Linked DNA regions of Nomascus leucogenys: region 2 is linked to region 1. A link is a contact called in public Hi-C data. All regions are on one chromosome and are shown on one strand. The core of a region is the stretch at or near the end of the contact, and the rest is flanking DNA. Distances in the headings are between cores, read along the strand shown.

Evidence for each region. Hi-C and Micro-C count contacts between places; a contact is called where the count stands out from the background.
Region 2: a Hi-C map of a lymphoblastoid cell line shows a contact between it and region 1, with 5 times the contacts expected there. The contact joins the promoter of TBX3 here to the promoter of TBX5 in region 1. A contact is called at or near these places in 2 of 4 Hi-C or Micro-C datasets (a lymphoblastoid cell line and an unstated tissue).

What each region holds. Positions count from the first base shown.
Region 1 is chr10:81,590,500-81,595,817 of Asia_NLE_v1, reverse strand. TBX5 (T-box transcription factor TBX5) reads left to right here and starts at 3,432. Exons shown (of 9, transcript XM_030821939.1): 1 at 3,432-4,058.
Region 2 is chr10:81,842,090-81,847,479 of Asia_NLE_v1, reverse strand. TBX3 (T-box transcription factor TBX3) reads left to right here and starts at 1,445. Exons shown (of 8, transcript XM_003274433.4): 1 at 1,445-2,801; 2 at 4,462-4,729. The coding sequence starts at 2,413.

The sequences.
Region 1 (5,318 bases), core at 2,183-4,682:
CCACCTACCTCCCTTCACCTCCTCAAGATCATTACTAGAGTTTTCACTCACAGTTCCAGGCGGGGTGGCGGCCTCCACTCCCACCCATGTATACCAGAGCTCTGTAGCTGAGACCTGTAGTGTCCTCTCTCAAGAAAGTCTCTCCCCAAAAGAGAGGCATGAAGGATGTAGAGATTAGCTGTCCTGATTAAACTGGTGATTTCAGAGTCTCTTGACAACAGCATTTCAGGTTCTCTTGACCCAGCTGGGCCCAAGTCTGAAAGCCTGGTCAGACCTTAGGAATTTTTTAAAACAATGGCCTGGATGATTTTGGCCATTGCTTGAATATTGCCTGAATTGTTGGGTTGATGTGGAGGACATCAAGATGAGTTTTCATAAAGAGGGTAATTATGATTACAATTGCTATCTCCTTTGTTTTCTTTGCCGCTACAAATTCTGGATTTCTGCAGCATAGACTTGGAGACAGACCCACACCACTTCTCTTTAAATAAAGTGCTTTATGAAACATCAGATCGAATTCTCTCCAGTGGGGATGCCTTGCTCTGTGAGGCCTGGCTGGTTGGAAAGAGGCCCGCGGGCAGCCAGGACTGGAGTCGATGTTTCATCTCTGGTTTTGACTCTGGCCCTTTGAGCGAGCTTAACACGTGTGGATTTAATTTCCCTTTCTTTCTTGCTTCCTTTTCTTTCCCCCCACCCCCACCTTGTGAGGGAACAAGAAAAATAGTCTGCTCTGTCGACAGCGCGACACTGTTCCGTTTGCCAAAGAAAATTTGTCTTTCCAGAGTCCCAGAGAGCAGTGGGCTCCTATGTTTCCAACGAGCCCTTCAATTGAGGGAGGAGGTATCCAGACAGGCCCCCCACCTTCACCCCAGACCTAGACATATTAGTTCGAGTCTCTCTCTTGCAGGGTTACAGAGCTGGAATGCCCTATGTTTCCTCCCCCTACCCCAAACATTTTGGGAGACCTATCAGTGGGTTTTGACCTGCAGGATGGTTGAAGTTCTTAGGCTCAATGTGACCCTGGGGGGACTCCATGGTCTCCCAGATGGGACCCTCACCTTTCTAGGCTAGGCACTTGCCGAACTGGAGGAGATAAGAACAGTGGCATCCTTGTGTCCAAGCACCACTCGCTTCCACCTTTCTGCTCTTTGAAGTGTGTAAATTTTTAGCATTGGGATCCTTCTCAGCTGGGCCTCGAAATGACATCCCCTCTTCCAGTTCTCATTTCATTACCCTGAACAGGAAAAACAAAAAACAAAAACAAAGAAAAACCCAACCACCACCACTACCACAAAAAACCCTCACCCTCCAAACTTGGAGAGTAAAGAGGGCGATTATCATCTAAAGCACACGACGCAACACTAACATGAATGAAGAGAGCAGCAATAATAATTCTTGGTGGAAATATTGGAGGAGAGTATTGGATACTCCATAATCATAATAATAACAGCCAGTATTCTTCCCACATACTTCCGGTCAAAAGTGGGGAAACCAGAAACCGAATAAAACATTGGGAAGAGACATACTGTGTTCCTGGAAAAAATATAACTGAGCCAGATTTAACTGGGTGAGAGGGAAAGTGGCCCCCTTGAGAAACCAGGGAATGTCTCACCCTCAGACCGACCCTTTCTTTTGCAAATTGAATTGGTCAAAGTTTATTTTTGTCATCATTTCTATTGTTGTAATTCTTATTCATTTTCCCAGCCCCGTCCACACTTCTATTTTTCACCACCCCCACACCCCCAAGTTGCCACCGGGTCAGGTGGGGACATATGGGGACAGAAATAGAAGGGGATGCATTTTAAAGCGAGTTCTCTTTTGAGAGGAAAACAATGGGTAGTTTTGGAAGTGTCTTTCTTAAAAACGGAAGGAGAAAGCGAAGAAAAAAGTTATCAACAGCAATGGGCCCCTTTGGTTTGGGTTTTGACTTTTTAAAGAGGAACCTCTGCTGTCCTGTTGCAGTATTAAAATCAGAGCAGGAATTTTGCAAAATGAGAAAAATAAACTTCGGGAGGAAACCCAGCTGGGAGCAGGTTCGGGAAAGCGACAGTTCTCCGAAAGGCGGAAGGGAGGATGCGCGCTGTAGCCGGCTCCGGAGTTTACTGCCCAAACGCTTAGGGAAAAGAACGAGGATTCTCAAATCTAGTTGCGATCTCTCGTCTCTCCTTTATTCTGTTCGTGGTGCGGGCTTCGGAACGTCTGGGAAAGCCAGTATGTGAAGCTGGACTTGCAGAATCCTTTGAATGCCGGTCCAGGTGGCTGCAAGGCCCGCGGTCCGGGATGCCAGAGAAAGGAACCACACGGAAAAGACGCTACGCTCGGAGTTTCGCCTTTTCCTTGCAGCCCCAGCGGGGCCTAGGCCTCGGTTTCCGGCCCACCTCGGCTCAGAGGTCAAGTAGGAACTCATCTCGTCGAACTAGGGTTTGGGAGAAGGATTTCGGGTTGCGTTCTTGGCATCTGGGAGCAAACACGAGCCTCGGATTTGGGGACATATCGTTATTAACAACTTGGGAAACGAAAGCGAAGCTTGGGGCAGCCACTGCAGCCTGGCTGAGAGAAAGGACGCGGGTTGTGCTCTCTGGAAGCAAAGGGGTCTGCAGCCCAGCTGGCCTGGGAGCTTGTGGCCGGCGCTGGAAGCTGCCCGCTCTCCCCGCGGGCCTGACCTTGGCTCCCGCCGCAGCTCTGCCGGCCGACTGCCTCCCTGCACATTTTGCTGCCGTTCCAGGCCCGACAAGACTGGAGCCAGGCCACGCTTCGGAAAGCCCTGGGGGTTGGGGACGCGCAAAACCCAGAATCGAACTCCGAAGCTGAGGGCAAGCCCAGATTCAGACGTCCAGCTCCCTCGGGACCCCTTGGCGGAGAACTTACCCTTCCGGAAGGCCCGACGCTCTCCGGCTCTGTGCTGGGCAGGCCTAGCTCTTCTCTCGGCGCCACCAGGGGCGTCTACGCGGTACGTTTTGCAACTCAACCTAGTGGGTTTCCAGCGGTGCGCAAAAGTTTGCGCGCATCCACCACTGCGCTGCTTAGAAATTGTGCCCATTGATCAGACTAAAAATAATAGTCGTCGTGATTACAAAACAAAATAGAGTGCCTCGTGCCTCGGCGGGCCCTGGTGCAATAATTATTCTTTACAGAAATCACCTCTCTCCACTCCCACCCCTACTCCACCACCCACTCGCACCCCGCCCCTGCCGGGCCACTCTGGGACGAATTGCGTTCTTGGACCTTTCTCTCAGCAAGACACATTACGGAGAACTCCCTCTGTCTCGTGTCCCCTCCACGACAACCCAGTAATTATTTCTATGCAAGTCTGCAAGAGGGCACTGAGTTATCGCATTCCAAGCCTAACCAGCTAGAGCGGCGCCTCGATATTCATTTGCCAAGAGCTCCTCCGCGGGGGATTTTTTTTTTTTTTAATAATAAGTATCCCCTGCCTTATGCACGAGACCTCAGTCGCCCGGAACAACTCGATTTCCTTCCAATAGAGGTCTGAGGTGGACTCCCACCTCCCTTCGTGAAGAGTTCCCTCCTCTCCCCCTTCCTAAGAAAGTCGATCTTGGCTCTATTTGTGTCTTATGTTCATCACCATCATTTCTCCGGAGAAAGCCGGGTTGGTTTATGTCTTTATTTATTCCCGGGGCCGAGACGTCCGGGACTTGTGGCTGCGCAGACCCGGCACTGATGGGCGAAGACGGAGAGAAATTAACCTCTCGCCGCTTCCCCTCAGGCAAACGTGACAGCGCGCGGGCCGGTTGCGTGACTCGTGACGTCTCCAAGTCCTATAGGTGCAGCGGCTGGTAAGATAGTCGCTATCGCCTGGTTGCCTCTTTATTTTACTGGGGTATGCCTGGTAATAAACAGTAATATTTAATTTGTTGGAGACCACAAACCAACTTTGAGCTGGGAGGTACGTGCTCTTCTTGACAGACGTTGGAAGAAGACCTGGCCTAAAGAGGTCTCTTTTGGTGGTCCCTCTCAAAGTCTTCACCTGAGCCCTCCTCTCCAGCGAGGCGCACTCCTGGCTTTTGCGCTACGAAGAAGAGGTGGGATAGCTGGAGGTGAGTTTCGCCCTGGAGGACTAAGGGGGGAAATAGGTTTCTCTTTGCAGTTGGCCCTGCTTGGCTTTTCACCCCGTCTTGGTCTTGCTGAATCTTTCCTTGCTGTGCTGCTACTTTTCATGAATGAAATAAGAATGGCTTCGTGTGTCACCTGGCAAGAATGGATTCTCTGGAAAGGTTTGAAAATCCCTATTTTGCTTGGTGGCCCAGACCATCTGTGCTCAATGAACTAAGCAAATCTGGCTGGGCTATTACCTGGGAGAGTCCAGATTTTTCCTCTCTAGAGGGGCCTGAAGATTATTTATGGGAATTAATTTTATCCCCAAATCTCTGAGAACTTAAAGGGATTGGGAAGGTCTTTCTGAATTTCCCTTTCCCTCTACCGGAGATGTAGCAGTTCAGCCTCCTTCCGATGCCATGTTTGTTTTTTGTGTCTTCGGCCTAAGGTCGCCTTGTTAGCAAGCCCAAAGGCCTCCAAGCTGACCTGGAGGGTGAGGGTGTTTTCACAAATAAATAAATCGCCTGGGCAAAGATCTGTTTGCAAACAAACCTGGAAGGTGGAGTGAGCACCATAGCAAAGGAGGGCTGGCTTTCTCCCTGGTTGCCCCATATTTAGGGTTGGAGATTCTCCACTTTATCATTTTGCAGCAATGGCCTGGCCTGGGATTTTAGCAGAACAGCCACGGAGGGTTACACAGCTGCTGATCTCGGGACATTTCTCCTCCCTCCATCCCTTTCTCCAGACCTTGACTTGCAGGCCCAAGTCTCTTATCAGAACCCTAAAAAAATCAGGATGATGGGGGTACAGGAGGTAAGGATGGGAAACAGAACAGGACTCCTGACATTTACTCCAAGCACCAATATTTGGTGTCCCAATCTGGGTCTGCTCAGACTGAGACCTACTGACTGTGTTTATGCTTTTATTGACCTCTTCAACTCACCCTAAAAAAAAAAAAAAAAAAAAAAAAAAAAAAATTTCAGAGAGGGGAAGGGCAAGGAGAGGAGACCAGTGGAGATGAAAACCCTAGCCAGTCCCCAGTGACTGTTTGATTATTTTAATAAAACTGGGCACTGCCTTGTGTACACCTGGAGCAGGGGAGGTCTGGTGGCCCTACTGGGTGGGGGGTGGGGGCCCGCAGCGATTTCTTAGCATCTTTGATCTCGGCCCCCATCCCAATGCACCTTTACCCTGCCTTCACCCCAGAGTCGTTGAGAGTAGGGGTGATGAGTAGGGGGTGGAGGGGAGATGTCAGGAAGGCG
Region 2 (5,390 bases), core at 196-2,695, 250 kb before region 1:
GTTTCGCTCCCGTCAGCCTAAGAGGAGGCCCCCACCCTACCCGTACTAAAAACAGTCATCTCGCCTCTGAGGTGGGGGCGTTTCACGGTTTGTTTTACAAATTCACCCTCCCTCCCCGACTTCTGACCAGATAAGTCCCCGGGGTGGAGAAAGAACTGAGGCACCGAGAGATAAGTGCGATGCCTAGAGAAGATAACCAGGCTGGCGCACCTCCCCCAACCCACTCGCCCACCCCTTACCCTCTGCTGTGCACCCAGCCGGGCCTCGAAGTGAGGGCAGCGGCTTGGAGGGGACAGGCTCAGAACCCAGTCTCTCGCTGTGCTCGCTTTGTCCAGATCCTCCATTCTCTTCTCTACACCCACACCCACATCCAGGTGGAATATGGGGGCCCGCATGCAAATGAAAGACGAGATCCAAAAGGGCTGGTAAATGCATTTCATAAAAATCCCAAGTCCATCTTCCCCAGGAGCTCAGGCATGGCCAGCCGCGCAGGCTGTGTACGTGTTTGTGTGTACGTGTTTTTCGGTGTATGGTTCAGTTCCAGTGTGTTGGCGCGTGTTCGAGTACAGATGCACCGGGGGTGTTTGGGTCTCCGCACATGGCTGCGGGTGGGGCACAGTGGAGAGGAAGCCCACACATGCGTGTGCTGAGATGTGGCCGCATCTGCGTGCTCCCCCAGCCCAGATGCAGGGGAGACCAGCACCGAGACACCCGAGCACGGGAGCCCTTTAGCGGCGGCCGGGCGGAGCTTGGCTCCACGTGGGGCTGGAGAGCACGCAAGCCTGGAGTCTCGGCGCTCGCCTCTCCGCTGCCGCCGGCTTTTGTAGAACCGAGTGGCCGGATGGCAGCTCGCGGGGAGGCTCGGCCACCCGCCCGGCTCACCCGGGGCCGGGAGAAGAAGGAGAGCTGGAGAGAGAACCGGCCGCGGCGGTCGGAGAGGCGAGCGGAGTGCAAGAGAGGCGAGCGCCCCTGCTCGGCGCCCGGGCGCGCTCTCCGCCTTCCCCGCCTGGCTCGCCTGCTCGCTGGCTCCCTCCCTCTCTCCCTCCCCCTTCCTCCTTGGCCCTGCCTCCTCCCTCGATCCCCGGCTGGATGACTGAGGCATTTCAGACGTGGGCTGAACCAGAGCGAGCGAGCTCAGGGGCTGCAGCGATCTCTCGATAAGCCACCTAGAGGCGACTCTGTGCGCGCGCTCCCCAGTGGCTCCCGCCCTCCCTCTGATCATGTTGACATATTCACAGGACAGGCAGTAGTACCGATGCGGCGCTGCGACGTTACAGTTTCCGACACCTTCTTTTTATAACTCAGCTCTATCCCCCAGCACTCGACCTGTGAAAACCACGCCTATGCAGCAACACAATTGGTCCGAAAGCGTCAAAGAGCCAATCAAGAGGCCTCCGGCTCTCCGCAGCAAACAGCGCAGCCCGACCTTCTAGAGCCGCCGAGCAGACGCCCGGTGAATTCTAGAGGCGGCGGAGGGTGGCGAGGAGCTCTCGCTTTCTCTCGCTCCCTCCCTCTCCGACTCCGTCTCTCTCTTTCTCTCTCTACCCCCCTCTCTCTTTCCCTCCGTTCCTTTTTTTCCCCCTCTAAATCCTCCCTGCCCTGCGCGGCTGGACACAGATTTAGGAAGCGAATTCGCTAACGTTTTAGGACAAGGAAGAGAGAGAGGCACGGGAGAAGAGCCCAGCAAGATTTGGATTGAAATCGAGACACCCTCCGGAGGCTCGGAGCAGAGGAAGGAGGAGGAGGGCGAACGGAAGCCAGTTTGCAGTTCAAGTTTTGATAGAGCTGGTAGAAGGGGGTTTAAATCAGATTCTTTTTTTAAAAGGAGAGAGACTTTTTCCGCTCTCTCGCTCCCTGTTAAAGCCGGGTCTAGCACAGCTGCAGACGCCACCAGCAAGAAAGAGGGAGAGGAAGAGAGATAGGGGGCGGGGGAAGAAGAAAAAGAAAGGTAAAAAGTCTTCTAGGAGAACCTTTCACATTTCCAACAAAAGACCTAGGGACTGGAGAAAGATTCCTGGGACGCAGGGCTGGAGTGTCTATTTCGAGCTCAGCGGCAGGGCTCGGACGCGAGTCGAGACCCTGCTCGCTCCTCTCGCTTCTGAAACCGACTTTCAGGAGCGGCTTTTTAAAAACGCAAGGCACAAGGACGGTCACCCGCACGACTATGTTTGCTGATTTTTCGCCTTGCCCTCTTTAAAAGCGGCCTCTCATTCCCCAAAAGACAATTTCCCTCCTCCCTTTGAAGTGCATTAGTTGTGATTTCTGCCTCCTTTTCTTTTTTCTTTCTTTTTTGTTTTGCTTTTTCCCCCCTTTTGAACTATGTGCTGCTGTTAAACAACAACAAAAAAAACAACAAAACACAGCAGCTGCGGACTTGTTCCCGGCTGGAGCCCAGCGCCCCGCCTGGAGTGGATGAGCTTCTCCATGAGAGATCCGGTCATTCCTGGGACAAGCATGGCCTACCATCCGTTCCTACCTCACCGGGCGCCGGACTTCGCCATGAGCGCGGTGCTGGGTCACCAGCCGCCGTTCTTCCCCGCGCTGACGCTGCCTCCCAACGGCGCGGCGGCGCTCTCGCTGCCGGGCGCCCTGGCCAAGCCGATCATGGATCAATTGGTGGGGGCGGCCGAGACCGGCATCCCGTTCTCCTCCCTGGGGCCCCAGGCGCATCTGAGGCCTTTGAAGACCATGGAGCCCGAAGAAGAGGTGGAGGACGACCCCAAGGTGCACCTGGAGGCTAAAGAACTTTGGGATCAGTTTCACAAGCGGGGCACCGAGATGGTCATTACCAAGTCGGGAAGGTAAGCAGTGGGGGCCTCCTCCCCTAAGCTGTTGGAGAGTTTTTTCCTCCCTTTATTTCTCTACTCCCAGAACAGTCGGTTGGTCGGTTATTACGGCTTGGACGAAAAGTTAGTTCCCCTAGAAATGTATGCACAGACTTCCAGGCCCTGCCCCAGTGGCAGGAAATTTCAGCTTACCTGGGCATCTGCATGGGTCTTACATTTGGTCTGCATCCTGGGTTCCCTCCCGAACAGACAGAATTTTTCAGTGGAGCGTAGACATCCCTGCAGGGAGCAGAAAAGAAAAAAAAAAAAAGGCACTGTACTGCAAGAAACTCACTCTTCAAACCCTCCTGGAACATCCTTATTTCTTTGTTGATGTTGTGTTGTCTGTTTTATTTTGTTCTCAGAGAGAAAAACTAAAAGCCCTTTCCTTTTGTGTGAGTAGCGGGGGGCCTGACACCATTCCCGGCCCTTTCTGCCCTCCAGTCTAGCCTCTGGGTCTAAAGGGGCCTGCTGCTGCCCTGGTCAGAGAGAAATCGAAGGGCATTTTGGTTTGTTTGCCCACACTACTTCACGTGTCTGTAACCCAAGGGCGAGTTCAGCAGGCAATTTTGCATAATTTAAGATTATGTTTGCAGACTTAAGGAGCCAGTGAGGAGACACACACTGCTTTTTTAATGTGTCAATATTATCAACCATATTTTACATAATGTTTAAAGGTCCTTGCCTGACCAAAACCTGCCTGGAAGAGAAGATCCTGTAACAGTCATTTAAAATCACTGATTTTTTTTAATAGCATTGAAGCCTGTAAAGGCATAAAGTTGATATAAAAATAAAATTCCCTTCATGATATCTTAAGCGTTCTGTCTCCTTCCAAGCTAAACGAGGCCAAAGTTTGGCATAAAATCCTCCTCAAACTCACAAGACATTTAGTCAGTTTTCCAGCAAAGTGCTTCGTTGCTTCCTTTTAAGTCAAGACTACAGAATGCCAACCCTTCTGTGAAATTAACAGCAATGTGGTGGCACAGTCTTGCAGTTTTGGACTGGCCTAGGAAGTGGGGGAATGTGTTAGCAGCTCCATGGGCAGATCGGTTATCAGGCCCGGGAGTGCACCGAAGTCTGCAAAATTCGTTCTGGGAACTCACTGAAGTCCAGTTTCACTTCGCCCACAGCGGGATTGCTATTCCGCAGCAGGGAGGGGTGCAACTTGACGTTCATTTCCTTGATAAGTTTAACATTTTCTCATCAATGGGTGGTGGAAAATTCTAGTCTTAACTGACCATGCTTTACAAAAATCTTACCCCAACCTGTTTAGAACTAGATACCCACAGAAAAAGACATGGGCAAGAATTTGCTATCAGGAGGGCAATCTGTAAAGTCAAGCAAGGAAAAAAAAATACTGAAGAAATTGTTAGACAATGTAGAGAAATGCAGTGCCACAATGCATTTGTTTTGAACCTTGGGACGTCTAAATATGGCAAAACTGAGAATATTTAATACATTAATTGTGGAAGAAAACGATTTTGCAGCCAGTTGCCTCACTCTGAAACATATAAGCTTATCAGTCACAGTAGAAAGTCTTAAACTTGGTTTCAATATTATATGATACATAGGAAATCAAACCCAAGATTATGGGTGGTTTATCTTTCTTTTTCTTTTCTATTTTTTCCTCTGATAGGCGAATGTTTCCTCCATTTAAAGTGAGATGTTCTGGGCTGGATAAAAAAGCCAAATATATTTTATTGATGGACATTATAGCTGCTGATGACTGTCGTTATAAATTTCACAATTCTCGGTGGATGGTGGCTGGTAAGGCCGACCCTGAAATGCCAAAGAGGATGTACATTCACCCGGACAGCCCCGCTACTGGGGAACAGTGGATGTCCAAAGTCGTCACTTTCCACAAACTGAAACTCACCAACAACATTTCAGACAAACATGGATTTGTAAGTTTCATTGCTCTCTTCAGTAAAATTTTCTCCTTCTTCACTCAGTCAAAGGCAGTGCTTCCCCATTTCATGAGTTTCAGCCCAGACTTCTCCTTTGCTTCTCCCTAAGCATAGCAAACTTGTCCTTGTCTGGAAAAAGGATTTGGGGTGTTTCTCTCCAGATAATGGAAGGCCTGGCGTTCTAAAAGAAATGGGGCAAGAAAACTTACCGGCTTGTGTTCTATAGCAATTCCGGCTCTTTGGTAGATTCCTGACCTGAGAGTGAAGTTAAAAACCATTTTTTAAGAGCTAAAATCAATTTCAAGACTATGTATTCATAAAGGATTTGTTTTGTTTTAAAATATCATACTTCTGTTTTGAAACCAGCCATATTATTTTCTCAGGAGAGTTTACGTTTCGGAGCCTTGACTCTGTTGGTTAAATGGTGTGAATACATTTTTAAAAACTCGTTCTTTTACTAAAAAAAGAATTGGGCTTAGGTGGGAGTCCGGCTTACCCTAAATGAGGCTTAGATCTTCAGAAAAAAATGGTTTGTGTGTTGGGAGTATATATATGGATTCAGTGAGAGTGCTTAGAAACTTACAAAACTTGCATTGCTTGCAGATATCAGGCAAAGGACCTTTTGCGCCTTTTCCTACCCCTCCCCAACATTTCAATA